Regions from separate parts of the Mus musculus genome. Here all the other regions are linked to region 1. Evidence: chromatin contacts called from public Hi-C, HiCAR-type and promoter capture Hi-C data. All regions are on one chromosome and are shown on one strand. Each heading gives the region's core, a stretch centred on a gene start, on an enhancer-like site or on the middle of the called end of the contact. The rest is flanking DNA. Distances are from core to core; before and after follow the strand shown. Region 1 holds the start of Ccdc50 (coiled-coil domain containing 50). Region 2 holds the start of 9030404E10Rik (RIKEN cDNA 9030404E10 gene). Region 3 holds the start of Opa1 (OPA1, mitochondrial dynamin like GTPase). Region 4 holds the start of Atp13a4 (ATPase type 13A4).

Evidence for each region. Promoter capture Hi-C pulls out the DNA fragments that hold promoters and counts their contacts. A called contact is a pair of places that touch in the nucleus more often than the background predicts. HiCAR-type assays count read pairs that join an accessible place to other places.
Region 2: a Hi-C map of B cells shows a contact between it and region 1, with 5 read pairs. The contact joins the promoter of 9030404E10Rik here to the promoter of Ccdc50 in region 1.
Region 3: a contact with region 1 is called in a promoter capture Hi-C map of liver, with 3 times the contacts expected there. The contact joins the promoter of Opa1 here to the promoter of Ccdc50 in region 1. A contact is called at or near these places in 4 of 39 promoter capture datasets (the 3T3-L1 cell line, hippocampal neurons and liver) and 2 of 115 datasets of contacts at active chromatin or transcription factors (pro-B cells and stem cell-derived anterior neural progenitor cells).
Region 4: a contact with region 1 is called in a HiCAR-type map of astrocytes, with 7 times the contacts expected there. The contact joins the promoter of Atp13a4 here to the promoter of Ccdc50 in region 1.

The regions. Positions count from the first base shown.
Region 1 is chr16:27,387,444-27,390,836 of GRCm38.p6, forward strand. It overlaps Ccdc50 (coiled-coil domain containing 50), which reads left to right and starts at 1,513. Exons shown (of 11, transcript NM_026202.4): 1 at 1,513-1,694. The coding sequence starts at 1,646.
Region 2 is chr16:30,037,561-30,040,953 of GRCm38.p6, forward strand. It overlaps 9030404E10Rik (RIKEN cDNA 9030404E10 gene), which reads right to left and starts at 1,919. Exons shown (of 4, transcript NR_045878.1): 1 at 1,721-1,919; 2 at 927-1,067.
Region 3 is chr16:29,577,738-29,581,130 of GRCm38.p6, forward strand. It overlaps Opa1 (OPA1, mitochondrial dynamin like GTPase), which reads left to right and starts at 1,597. Exons shown (of 29, transcript NM_133752.3): 1 at 1,597-1,834. The coding sequence starts at 1,803.
Region 4 is chr16:29,539,852-29,543,244 of GRCm38.p6, forward strand. It overlaps Atp13a4 (ATPase type 13A4), which reads right to left and starts at 1,632. Exons shown (of 30, transcript NM_001164612.1): 1 at 1,393-1,632. The coding sequence starts at 1,455.

The DNA.
Region 1 (3,393 bases), core at 263-2,762:
TAAAAAACAGGTCCATATATGGCAGGACATTTATAAATACCCCTAAAGCCACTTTGCTATACCTTCCTTCTTCACACTTTGTTTATGGAGTGCTCTCTATCTCTGACAGGGCTGTGCAAAATTTTCTTGTAAGGGTTTGATAGTACTTTAGATTTTGGGCTTAAAAGGCAAAATTTAAATGACTCATATTAAAAATAATTTAAAATGTAATATTTAAACAAATACAGTCACGGGGTTTCAGCGGGCTGGGTTTGGCCTGTGGGTAGCAGCTTGCCAACTTCTGATCTAATTTTTGCTCTCATTTACATCTTAGTTTTTGCTAACCAATTTTAGTGTCAAGTTAAAAATCATACCACTTCCTCCTGACCTCTCACACTAGGAGTCTGAGCTGAGATGGGAAGCCAGTTTAAGCCAGTGGCTGAAGTGACACGTTGAACTTTGACAAGATGTTGGGCTGACATTCCAGAGTTCAATGATCCTGCCAACAAGCTTAACTCTGAGGAGGAACTGTGCTTTGCTACTGTGTTTCCATCAGAAACTGCCCTCTTCTCCGCCTTCTCCTATCTTTGCTTATCTTCAGTTTAGTTTCATTGTCTGCTAGTGAGAGTGGCCGCCCACTCAGGAAACAGATACTAATTTGCTACTCTACCCTTTATGTAGCAAGCCTAGGGAGGTATTCTGCTCCACCGGTTTTGATCTCACACCCATTCTTTGATAAATATGCATGGTTTGTGGACTAATGGACTGAAAGATAAGATTAGTGAAAACCCAGTTTAGGACTGGAATGTTTCCTTTAGGGGAAGAGACAGTTCCTAAAGGAGCATGAATCTGTACTGATCCATAGGATGAAACGCGAAAAGTCGCTCATTTCAGAGAAACACAAATGTCAGAATTATAGACCAGTGAGTGGCATGCTGGAAGGGGAAGCCCATACAAGTCTCTGTCACAATCCCTCCACCCCCGAAACTGAACATCCGATCTGGTAGACATTTATAGTTTTTTGTTGATTGAGTGACTCAGTTCTCCCTGCTGGTTGTGAATATTCCGTTTCCAGAAGGGCCCAGAATTTAATTCAGTGTCTTGTATTCTGGTTTCTTTAAAAACAAAAAAACAAAACAAAAAAAGAAATATAAAGCACACACACACACACACACACACACACACACACACACACACATGTATGTATGTATGTATGTATGTATGTATGTATGTATGTATGTTTGTAAGTATGTATGTATATGCCCACTAATCCCAGATATAAGGATTTGTGGTGCCTGGCACTCAATAAGCACTTTACACAAGTCTTAAATCTCAGAGTGGAGCGCAGATAGGCTCTGTCCCGGCGGCGCCTAGCTGGCAGGTGCAGCCTTGGGGTCCCGGCCTTCAGGCCGCAGAGCTGTGGCCTGGGCTGGGCGCGGCAGGCACATAGGCGAGGGGAGGCGGTCTGGCTCGCACGCCTCTGCGTGCGGTGCAGCCTTGCAGCCCCCGCCCCCCGCCGCCGCCGCCGCCGCCTTTCTGGCACCTCTCTCCCTCCGTACTGGACTCCGGTGCATTTCCGGCCCGGGAGAGTCCGGCGTCCACCCGGGCCAGCCCGCGGGGTGGGCGTGCGCCGTGATCTCCGCGCGCCCGAGGCCCAGCGGCCGCCATGGCCGACGTGAGTGTAGATCAGTCCAAGTTGCCGGGCGTGAAGGAAGGTAGGTCGGGACTCGCGGGCTCCGGGGAGCCGGGCTGCGCGGGGCACGCGGCGCGGGGCGGGCTAGGAGCGCCGCGGGCTGGCTCGGTCCGCCAGCGGCTGCGGGAGGCCCTCGCCTGGCCGCGCGGCCTTGTTCTGCCCTGTGGACGCTTGATGTAGAAATCCCAGCCCTTCCAGGCTGGCCCAGGCCAGGGGGTGGCGTTCCGAGTGGAGTGGAGCCTTTGTTTTGAAACATGACCCTCTCCCTCCTCTTCTCCTTCTGTTCCTCTCTTCTCCCTCCTTCTTTTCTTTTCTATCCTCTACCTCCCTCCTCCTTTCTTTCCCTCCTCTCTCCCTTCCTCCCTTCTCCCACTTCTTCTTCCTAGTCTAGTGTCTGGCTGGCTCTTAGCTTCAAAAATGTTGAAAATCTTAGGGTTGGCATTGCTTTGAATGGTGGACCTCAAGCCCCTATAAAGATGATCTCCCCACTTCCATTTTAATAAAGACCAGGCTGGAGTGGGTGGGAGCTTGTGATCCTGTTACCCCCGTTGCCCCCCATGGCTGCTATATTGAAGTCCAGGAAAATAAGATTGACTAGTACTGGCCAGGCCTAGCTTACTTCATCTCTCCTCCCCTCCCCGGGGCCTAGCATTTTTATTGTTTTGGTTACTGGCTCATCTTCTTGTCACTCTGTCTTTCCCTTCTTGGGAAGCACTGGACTTCCATTATGACAACACCTAGAACGTTCAAGAGTGCTCTCTCTTAAAGCCATAAGTTCTGAGGGGGGTGGGGGGGGGGTCTTTGTTGTGGATCTCTTTTGTTTCACCAGAGATCTGTGGCCAACACGGTCTGGGACTGGGATGTGTGTGTTGTGTAAGTGAAGGAGTTTTTCCTTTCTTGAGACTTTAGGCTTCATTGCCAATTTCAAGTGACTCAGATGGTCTCGCTCTGGCCAATTTGGAAATCCCAAGACAATTAGTGACTACTTGGCTGCATCTGTCCTAGGGTTTCAGAGAAGCACCGTGGCTAGGAGTCAATGATTTTATGTTTAAATTGTAGTAGGTTTGGATCTACTCCATTGTTTCTAAAGAGTAATAATGCCTTCAGGCTGAGCTTTTGGTCTTGGTATTTTTCCATCGTTTCTGTCCCTAACTTGACTTTGGTTATTACAGTTTTTAGTTAATGGAGTCTAAGGAGCCACTGGGAAGACATATCGGTTCTTCACCTGGAGGCCAGCTGTAGAGCTCCCCTCTTGCTTTTGGATATGGGTTTTGTGCGCAAAGGTGTTGGTTTTGTCTGAAGACAAAGTGCTCCCTTGGTAGTACTTTCATTGATGGTGGGTGTTGCTGATACTGGAGTTCAAACAAAACCTGACCTGAGGTGCAAAGCTTCAGTGTTGAGGTGCTGTGACTTCCCCAGCCTTCCACCTGTGCTAGTGACCTGGAAAGAACTTTTTTGTGTACGCTTTGAAACCCTGAGGTCTTTTCATTTTTTTTTTTTTTTTAACCGAGACATGCCTAACTTGTGCTAATATCTTATTTCTCAAGGAGTTCCCCACTTTCCATCTAGGCCTGCAAGAGTCTTTTTCACCCCCCAGCTCTACAAGTTTTCCTATGTTTACTTTGGTTTTCATTCTGGATATTGTGGTGCCGTGCTTGGCAATCCTGTCTAGGGACTCCGATGAGATGACAGGGACATTTAGTGTGGCTCTTCCATGTGTC
Region 2 (3,393 bases), core at 669-3,168, 2.7 Mb after region 1:
CTGCTGGTTCCCGTGAGACCCTGGGGCTCAGGTGTGCTGCCTTCCCCCCTCTTAAAAACTACAGAGCCTTTGCTTGTGTTGCCCTCCGTCTAGGAGGGTCTGCTTGGGCCGCATTCACTCCGACAGAAGCTATTACGTCTTCCTCAGGGAAGTCCTACGCTCGCTGCACTTTGTTGGAGTTCTTCTGAACTTCAGGGGGACCTCTTCAAGTTGTTCCTAAGCAGAGAATATATTTCACAAGCCTCAAGCCTTCCTTACAGTGCTGTTTAGCAAATGTCCGTCAATTGAATGACCCACTAGCTGGATGAAATACCTTTGCAATGATAAACTGCTTCATTCCGGGCCTCAAAGCATCCCTCGTGTAGGAAAGAATAAATCTTCGTTTTCAGATGAAAATGAGCTACAGGCTCCCTCCTACCGGCTCCCTCATGCTCAGTGTGTCAAGTTTCAGTCCACAAAAGCCCTCCTTAGGCTTTAATGTGTCCACAGTTTTCCTGGAGAGCTTGGTAAGTAAGAGGCAGATTCCTACTTACCTAGAGTTAGGCCCAAGAGCTACACTTCTAGCAAATTCTCAGGGACCACCCATTTGCTGCTGAGGCAAGAACCTCCCTTCAGTTTAACTACCTAACAGGTGTCTGAGGAAAAAGAAAATGCTGGATTAGTTGGGGTATGTGGTTGCAGCTGGACCCTTTGGGACTGTAGCAAAGACAGGTGGACAGTAGTATGCTGATTTTACTGAAGGGGGAAACATGATCAGAAAGACTAAAATGACCTTTCCATGGCATCCATCCTTCTGACCTCAGTCCAGACGCATCCTGATTGTACTGCGATGCATGCTGGGAGATTCAGAGGGGAAGGCTCCAGGTCTTATCCTCAGAAAGATGCGGAGTGCAAAGCATGGGCAACCAGGGTCTACAAACACAAACCTGAATAGGAGAGGAGCCAGGAGTCCAGAGGTGAGCGAGCGTATGGCAGCCACCTCTCACAGAAAACTCGGCCGTGTCTTTCTTTTCTACCTATGGCCCAATTAGACTGGAGATGGGGGTCGTCTTTGATCAGCCTAGTCCCTTTAAAAGAAAGCAGGGAAAACGGTGGCTTTAGGATTTTTCTTTAAAGCCCTGAACCTCTTCAGTGGAAAGTGCTGCCCTTCCGACCTGTTGATGTAATTGCCGTAATTGAAGATTCCAGACCCCATGTGGGTGGACAGGGCCCCATTCATCCATCAGGTCAGCGAAGTGTAAACCTGCTGAGTCCTTCAGATGCCCTGGCCGCAGCCTCCCCCTCCTGCGCCCTCCTGTGCCCTCCTGCCCCCTCCTGCCCCCTCCTGCCCCCACGGACTAGGCTCCCCACAATGCCAGAGCAGCCGGGCCCAGGCTGGTTCCTCTCTAGATGTGGGAACAGTGCCTAATTAAGGGGTTTGTTCTCATCTCCATGGGGCCATCTTAACGCCTCCTGACAGTAATGAGAGACACACACACACACACACACACACACACGTGTGGAGCTGGGGGGGGCGGGGAGGGGGGGGAGAGGGAAGGATGGCTTCCCTGCCACCTTAGCACCCTGTTAAACAGCAAGCCTAACACACACACACACACACACACACACACACACACACACACACTGCAGTTCTGCAGTAATCACCATCAAACCTTTATAGCTACAAGGAGTCCTCTCCAGTTCTGAAAGAGGAAGGAGCCAGGGAGAAGAAATAACTTACCCAGAGGGCGCATAGCAAGTCACTGTCACTGGGTCCCAGGTGTTCTGCTGCACCTCACAGCACTGACTTCCTCATGGAGGGAGGGGCTCTGCACTGCAGTCCCAGGAGAGCCCATTAGAGGGTGGGGGAGGAGCAGACAGGCTCATTCTCTAGAGCCACCTTGTCAGAGGGCCATGCCCGTGTCAAAGCAGAATGGCCCTCCGTGGGCTGGTTCTGCAAAGGCACGTGACAAAACCAACCTCAGAATGGGCCACTCCCTGCAGCCGCGGGCCTCGCCTCATCCTCCTGCATCTTCTTTGCATTCCTGTCTAGCTTCCTACTCCTTCCCCTTTTCTCACAACCCCTTATTCTGACAGCCCACCCGCACCTAAACAAGTAGGGTTCTTTGCTTTGTTTTGTTTTTTTAGCTCTCGGCTTCTCCACTACGGTGTGCCCTCCAGCCAGCAGCACACACAATTTGCTCTCAGTTAACAGACATCCAGTATGATAAAAGTCTAGCTGATGCTCTCTCCAACCAATTCAAAGTCACATTAGTCCATTTTTCTGAACACAGTTCTTACAGAGAAGGCCGAGGGAAGACCTGTGTTCCAGGTAGGACAGACATGCTGAAATTAACATGGGCTAAATTTCAGATCGCCTGGCCTGCTAAAGACAGTGAGTCAGGTACAATGCCACTCTCCTGTGGTCCCAGCCATCCAGAAGGCCCTTCACAACTCTGTAGAGAGGACACTTGAGCTCCCTAGTGCATACCAGAGGAAGACTGGAATGAATTTCTCCCAGCTTTCTCCCCTTGAGAGTGGATTGTATTTACCCCACCACCACCACCCCCCTCCACCCCCCACCCTGCTGACTAAGGGGCTCTGGGAAGCAGTCACTGCCCTTGGTTCCTCTGGTGTCACCAGAATGGAGTGGTTCCTTATTGTCTGTTCCCTAGTGGATTCCTGGAATAAGTCACCTGCTCAGGGACTTGTCCCTCACTGGCCCTTCACTTCCACCACCAATCAGAATGGTCTCTTGCTGGTTGCTATTCACCAGGGTTTCTAGAAGCAGCCCTCTAATTCTATGTGTGCAGTTGTTTGAATAGGGAGACTCACAACTGCTGGGCAGAAGATCAGAGGCCTAAGACTCCTATGATACATGGGGGACACTGCACTCCCCGACTCAGCCGTTATTTGGAAGTTTGCTTTGTGATAGGTGAAGCCCACTCTCAGTCACTGTAATGAAGAACAGTAGCTATGGGATTCCTCGATTCCACAAGGCCAGGCAAGGCATGCGCCTCTGATGCTAAAGTGCAAATACGGCCAAAATGAAAAAGAGCAGCATCCCAGAACAGAACCAGTGACAGTTTAACAGCCAGAGCAGAACTCTCTGTACGTGGCCGGTTTCTGCAACAGCTTGTAATGGGCTGAGTACTGTGCCATCCACTGTGCGGGTACAGGACTGTGACTGTTCAGTGAGAGAGCCAGGATTTAGCATGTGTGAGGCCTTGGGTTTGCCCCCCCAACACAGAAAGGAAAGACCTGTGGCTTTCTGTTGACCCAATCAGATATTAAAAGTCTTAATTTGTTATTTCAACTGTGTTTAAAGAAATAATGGCGCCGGGCAGTGATGGCGCACGCCTTTAATCCCAGCACTTTGGAGGCAGAGGCAGGAGGATTTCTGAGTTCGAGGCC
Region 3 (3,393 bases), core at 347-2,846, 2.2 Mb after region 1:
TTTGACAGCATTGTGAAGTTAAAACAAAACAAAAACCTAGATTAAAGCCATTTCAAATTAGGGCAATCTATTTCAGATATTATTCTCTATTTGGATACTGAGAGCTCATAGGTTTTGTGACTAGTGTGAATGTAATTCACTTAATTAGCTACTATCTAGAGACTTTCATGCTAACTCTATTTTGCTATCTAATACAATGGTAGACATAAGTTACACATAGTCCCAGCCTAGAAGTGGAATTATAAAGCAAGGGCTTTGTAAACTGCAAAGACACATTACACATGGAAGCAGCCGTCACTTACTTCTCCCTTTTGTGTTTTCCAACAAGAATTAGGAAGCAACAATAACAAATGCATTTTTTATTCAATACTAGAAAAAGTTGGGGTTTAAACTGGTTTCTAGTTTGGTTTATACTGGTTAGGCTTTATAGAAGGTTTCTATCTACAGCTATCATTGAGACAGTCATCACAGTAAATATATTCCTCAAGTCCTGCAATCAGAACGTTTACTGTCAGACAGTTGCGTTTATATACTTGCCACTATTGTGACTAGATGGATTCTGATTTATGGTTTTGATAATTAGATAAAAAGCAATTTATTTGGGGTGCTGGTGGTGGTGTGTATTTCATGTGCGTGTGTGAGAGAGAGAGACTGACAGAGACAGGGGAAGGGAGACGAGTGAAAGGAATGTATCCTTGAAGTGAAATAAAGTACAAGACTATCTGATTTTTTCCAATAACACCATTAATCGACTTCACAATCTTTCACTGGCAATATTCCTGTTTTGAGTCCCTGTTCTCTTTAAAAAAATACAAAAATGGTTGAAGATGGAGAAGATACTTGGATTGATACAAATAATTTAGATTATTAAGGAGAAAATGTAGCCAGAAAAAGGAAGGAACTCAAAAGGCCCAAAACCTAACTGGAACTTTTGAATATTAAATAATAGTTGGGAGAAGCAGGTAGCTAGGAGACTAGACATCAACTACGTCCGAAGAGGGGTTGATAGGGAGGAGTGGGGAGGGATAGGTTACAAGGAGAAGGAAGAATGAATCTGACGTCTTGAAAATCAAAAGAAAACTAAGAAGAGAACTTAGGCAGATACTACTAAGGAGCCATTACTGGAGAGATGGCGCTGTTAAGAGACTTTGACAAGGGCCATTTCAATAAAATGGGTGCCATTAAAATTCAGGTGAAAGCCAACAAAGGGGGGAATGAAAAAACAAAACAAAACAAAAACATTTGTGTCTTAATAAAACTGTATGTGTTTATCCCAAACCTACAGCTTAAATGTCAGAAGTCACTTTCCAATCAGATCTCGGACTTTCTAAGGTGTCTCGCATACTCGATCTTCTGGCTATATGATTCAGCTACGAAAATGATCTTTAAAAGATTTCCTTAAATTGGCTGCTCCTAATAAACATTCGTCCAGTGGATTTCCTGCACCCAGCCCGCCCAGTTCATTTTCAAAATTCCTACACTTTGAGGGCGGAGCCAAGAAGAGGAGCACTACACAGGTCCCGCCCAGTGGCTCCCCGCGCATGCGCATGTCATCCGCGGCCCGTTTGTGCAGCCTGCCTAGCGTTCCTGTGGGTGGTTATTTCGGAGACGGACTGACTACGGGAGCCCAGCCGGCTCTTGCGGAAGTCCATGCGCCATTGGGAGGGACTCGGTGGCTGCTCTATGCCCTTGTTGCTGAGGGCCTCTTCCTGGGTCATTGTCGGAGCAGGAATCGGACTGGGGCCGACACGGGGTTCCCCCCGTGGCCGTCTCAGCGCCTGTGTGTGGTCTGCTCTGGCGGGATGTGGCGAGCAGGTCGGGCGGCCGTGGCCTGGTAAGTGCGGCCTGCGACCTGGCCCCGTTATGTCAGGTTCTGGGCCATTTGGACAGCAGGGTTGACCCATCACTACTTCCCGAATGTGCAGGTGACTGACCCTCAGGCCGGGCCGAGGCTCTTAAAAAAATTCTCGCGAATGTTTGAATACCCAAAGGAGTGACGGGAGTTGGCCGGTGACCATTCCTTGTTCAACATGAAGATTTTTGCTGCCTTGGCCCATCGTTCCTGTCCCTGTCCTTGTGATCTCCCTGCTATCTGTCTCTAGTTGTTGCTTTTATTGTTGCTATTCTGGCCTGGCCTAGCTCTGTCCTTGTATCTCTGTGCGTGTCATTTAACTGCCTTCTTGCAGCCATACGCCATGCCACAGCGCACACTTTGCTCTTGCAGCTACTTGGTAGCACTTGCAGCAGCATACTTGAAAGTATGTCCTTTCATAATACGCGGGAAAGGGCTCTCTGCCCGTTTACCTGACCCTCTGACTGGAGTCAAATTTAGAGTGGTGTTGTGCATGATATCAGGCGGTGTTTAAGAGATGCCCCGTCAGAGATCTTGTTCAGTGTTGAGGTCCACTTCGATGCACTTCTCCAGTCTCGCTGCGGATGTTGCTGTAGTCTTGTTTTAAAGTAGAAAACCTCAAAGTAGTTTTATTTCTATGAATTGCTATATGCATTTACTGATACTAAATTTGATGTTATCTATATAAGTTGTTCCAATAACCCCCAAGCTTAGCACATTGTTTCAGACATTTGATTACAGGAAGTAGTGTACACCAAGGTTTCCACCCATCTCTACAGCCCCTAGAACTTTTGTTTGTTTGTTTGTTTTTGTTTTTGTTTTTCGAGACAGGGTTTCTCTGTATCACCCTGGCTCTCCTGGAACTCACTCTGTAGACCAGGCTGGCCTCGAACTCAAATCCACCTGCCTCTGCCTCCCGAGTGCTGGGATTGAAGGCTTGGGCTACCACGCCGGGCTAGAACTTTTAAAAATATGTTTGTATCTCTTTCACCAGCATGTATATCTGTGTGCCACTTCTGTGTCTGCTGCCCACAGAGGACAGAGAACAGCATTCAGTCACCTGGGACTAGAGTAGCAGACAGGTGTTAGTCACCATGTGGGTGCTGGGAATCCAACCTCTGACTTCTAGAAGACTAGCCCTTCTTCATAACCAATAAGCCATCTCTCCAGCCCTCTCCCCAAAACTTTTTTTAATGGTATAAATTATGTATTATGCTTATAAGGAATGGACCCATTCCTTTCATCACAGTTAATTAAAAGTCCACAGTGCAACTGCCTCTACTGCAATGTTGGTTGTTTTTAATCTTGTGGGATTTTAATTTAGCAATACGTTCACAACCTTCTCTATTGAAATAAGCTATTTACAACTTTACTATTGCTGCTGTTTTATAATTAAGTGGAGACATCTAGTTTTCTATAAAACAGAAAAAAGTGTAGAAGATAGCATACTCTTTTCAAAGAGGTATGTAGGAAACACTTAAAGTTGGTTTACAAATAAACAGGTTTGTAGTTTGTATTGTTTGTTTAATCAATCATATACA
Region 4 (3,393 bases), core at 382-2,881, 2.2 Mb after region 1:
GTTGGTGGTTCTGTAACAAAGATGAACTAGTATAGTAGCAAGACTGCCTCACCTAGAGCATTCATTAGGCTAGGGAGGAGGGAGCAAGCCTTCAAGAATATAGGAGACTCATAATGGTATTTCAGATAAGATGAAGAGAGAGGGGAAAGTATGTGATTACAAATGAGAAAGGAAGAGAGCATGCAAGAAGTCCCTGCCTTCTGGTAAATGCATTCAACATTAGGACCCAACTTCAGTCTCTCAAGGAAATACTTAGGAAGCATGAGTCAACATGAGGCCAGGAAGTCATTTGTGGTGACATTTGGTTAGAGTCTTGAAAGCAACTGTTATTGATAGTTACATCTGAAAGAAGGAAAGACAAGGTTAAGAAAGCCAGCTGAATTAAGGCACCCATTAGTCCTTTATAATATTTTTTTCCAGAGCTTTGATAGATGGGATCTATTCCAGAATGTCAAAAAGAAAAAAAAAAAGTTGTTGCTATAGAAACAGGTAAGCAGATTAAACTTGAAAGACCAGTTTTAGAACAAAGAATTTAATAGTCAGGACTTGAGCAATTAACCAAGAAAACATTTCAAGTAAATATCTTTCGGGTTTGTTATTTGTATATTAATTCGAGGAAGGTAAAATGCTATTATAGAGAGAGCTTCACACTCTCACATTTTAATTGCATCATTACTGGCATAAGGCTATGCTTACACAATTAGCACAAAGACCTTATTACACAGAACTGCACATCTCTGACTCTCTCTTGATTACATTGTAATTGAGAAATATCACTTTGGATTCACCAAGAACAGACTCATCTTTGGTTTTCTTACAGAGCTCAAGATTCCGGGGAACGTCTCAAATGAAACAGATGATGAAGCTCGCAGTTTTCTGCAACCAGTCCCTACAGCAGTGACTCTTTTGATGAAATGAAATGAGTGGAGGCTGATAATTGTTAATATTTGTGTTATGTGTCTTCCCTTCTGAGCAGTCCCAACAAGATTGTGAGAAGCAAAGACCCAGCATGCAGCTGCCTTGACTTTCGCGTTCAGTTCTTCCACCCAGAGAAAACTCTAGTCTTCTCACAGACCTGTTGAAATGGGAGTTATGGACATAACTTCCCATACAGTCAGAGACTCAAAACTTAATCACCAGACAACTCTGTGTTCCTCTCCCCTTCTGTCTTACTTCCAATGAAAACAATCTTGATGAAAATGAATACAATGTGTTCATTCTACCAAATTCATGCTGTCAGGAGTTACATTCACGGGACAGGAAGGTTGCTTGAATATTATCTCTTCTTATATAATTCCAGAGTCAACATTCAATGAAGTATGGGAATGAGTTCACGCGTGTGTGTGTGCGAAGCTAGGGAAAGGAGATGAGAAGAAGGGGCTGGGAACTTACCATCTCATTCTCGTCCCCTTCATTGAGTAAAGCATGCTGGCTCTTCTCAAGGTGGTCACCCATGGAAACACGCTCCACTCCTGCTCCCTGACCCTTGTGTGCAGCCGCTTTCAGGACCCACTCCAGAGACGCCTCCGGACCGCTGGATGAAAGAGTTAATGATCTTCCAGGTTAAAAACTCCTTGAGCACACACCTTCTTTCAGCAAATGACAATATTTAGCGAAGTGGACTCCTCCCCCGGGGCACTTTGTGCCAGGAGGAATTTCTGGCTGCTCCTTGCTTCTGCATTCTCTCAAAGCAGCTGTCTCAGAGGAAGCCGCTCCCATGCCGATCTTTTTGTACCCAACTTACAGGGGAAAACACTCTTTGCCTGCCCACAGCCTGCCAGCGTAAGGCATCTGACTGCAAATCCAGCAAGACAATGCGGTGTTGGCAGGACCCTCTGCAGAAGCGGGCTCAAGAACTCCCAGGTCGCTGTTTTATTCCCAGAAGCTGGGGAAACAGGACAAACAGAGCTAGGATTTTCATTTGCTTAGTTGGAGTCCCCAGTCCATAGGGTTTTAGTACAGGTCTCATTCGTTTTGTTTACAAATGATACAGATTATTCATAATCCACCTCGACAGATATTTATAATCTCATTTGCTTTTTCCACACACAAAGTATTCTACTTAATGTGTGCATAGAATTAGGCTTGCTATTCTTGAAAAAACGTATACTAAAGCCATAGAAGTATAATCAACCTATTCCAGGCTTCTTTTTTAGCTCAAATGTTCGTGAATAAACACTTACAATTGCCCAGAAACAAAATATTTAAGTGAACAAACAAAAAAAAAAAATTGGGGAAGGGGACATTTGTTTGATTTTTTTATTTTATGTATATAGATGTTCTGCCTGTATGTATGTCTATGCACCGTGTGTGCCCGGTGCCCAGTGCCCGGTGCCCGGTGCCCGGTGCCCGGTGCCCTCAGCAGACAGAAGATCCTGTAGAACTGTAATTATAGATGGTGCATGTGAGCCACCATTTGTGTGCTGGGAATCAAACCCAGGTTTTCTGGAGAAACAGCAAGTGCTCTTAACCACTGAGCCATCTCCCCAGCCTCTCAAATTCAAGGTTGTTGTTTGTTTTTTTTTAATTTACACACAAGTTGTGCAAAAATTAGTTTTATCATAGAAAGATAAAATGACAAAGTCACAATTGTTATTCTGGGGCTGATGTAAGGACTCAAATACATAATAAGTCTACTAGGAGGTGCACTTTTATCCTGCAAGCTGGTCTGAGATAACTGTGGGGAGTCCCTGTGTAGAGAAGCAGAAGTGGAGAACTCTCAGCCACGCGTCTCTGAGCCAGTCTTGTTGTATAGTCGTTGATCTACAAGAGCTGACTTTGGCTTGCCCGGAAATACCTGGAAGGACCATTGAGGGAGGGAGTGTGGAGCTGGGAAGGTGTGCTGACAGCACTAACCAAGGGCTCTCACCATGTTTAAACGTTGGTTTTAGCCTCAGTCGGCACACTGGTTAAGGACACGTACTTCAAAGTTGGAGGACTTGGCTTCGAATTTGGGTTTGACCAAGTGTCATCTTTGCGACCTTGTGATACAGCAGGCTACATAGTATCCAATGACCTCTATCTGCTTACATGTTATGTAAGAAAAATGACACTAAAATCTCCCTTGGAGCTATGTTTTGAGGAACAGTGCCCGGGAAGATAGATGTTCAGTATAGGGTAGTGACTGTCCACACACTGTCCCTTCCAGCTAAGTGAAGAGATGGCACTGATCTGACCAGCTTAACACAAGTAACCCAGAGAGATTGAGATTGAGATTGTGAAAAAAAGAACACACACATACATACATACACACACACACCAGAGAGATGGAGGAGGGAGGGAGAGAGAAAGAGAGAGGTCTTGAGCAAATGACAAAAATAAATAAATAAAAAGCAAGCTAAGAAAATTCATTGTAACAGAAATCATGTATATAAATATCTGTGTGTGTGTGTG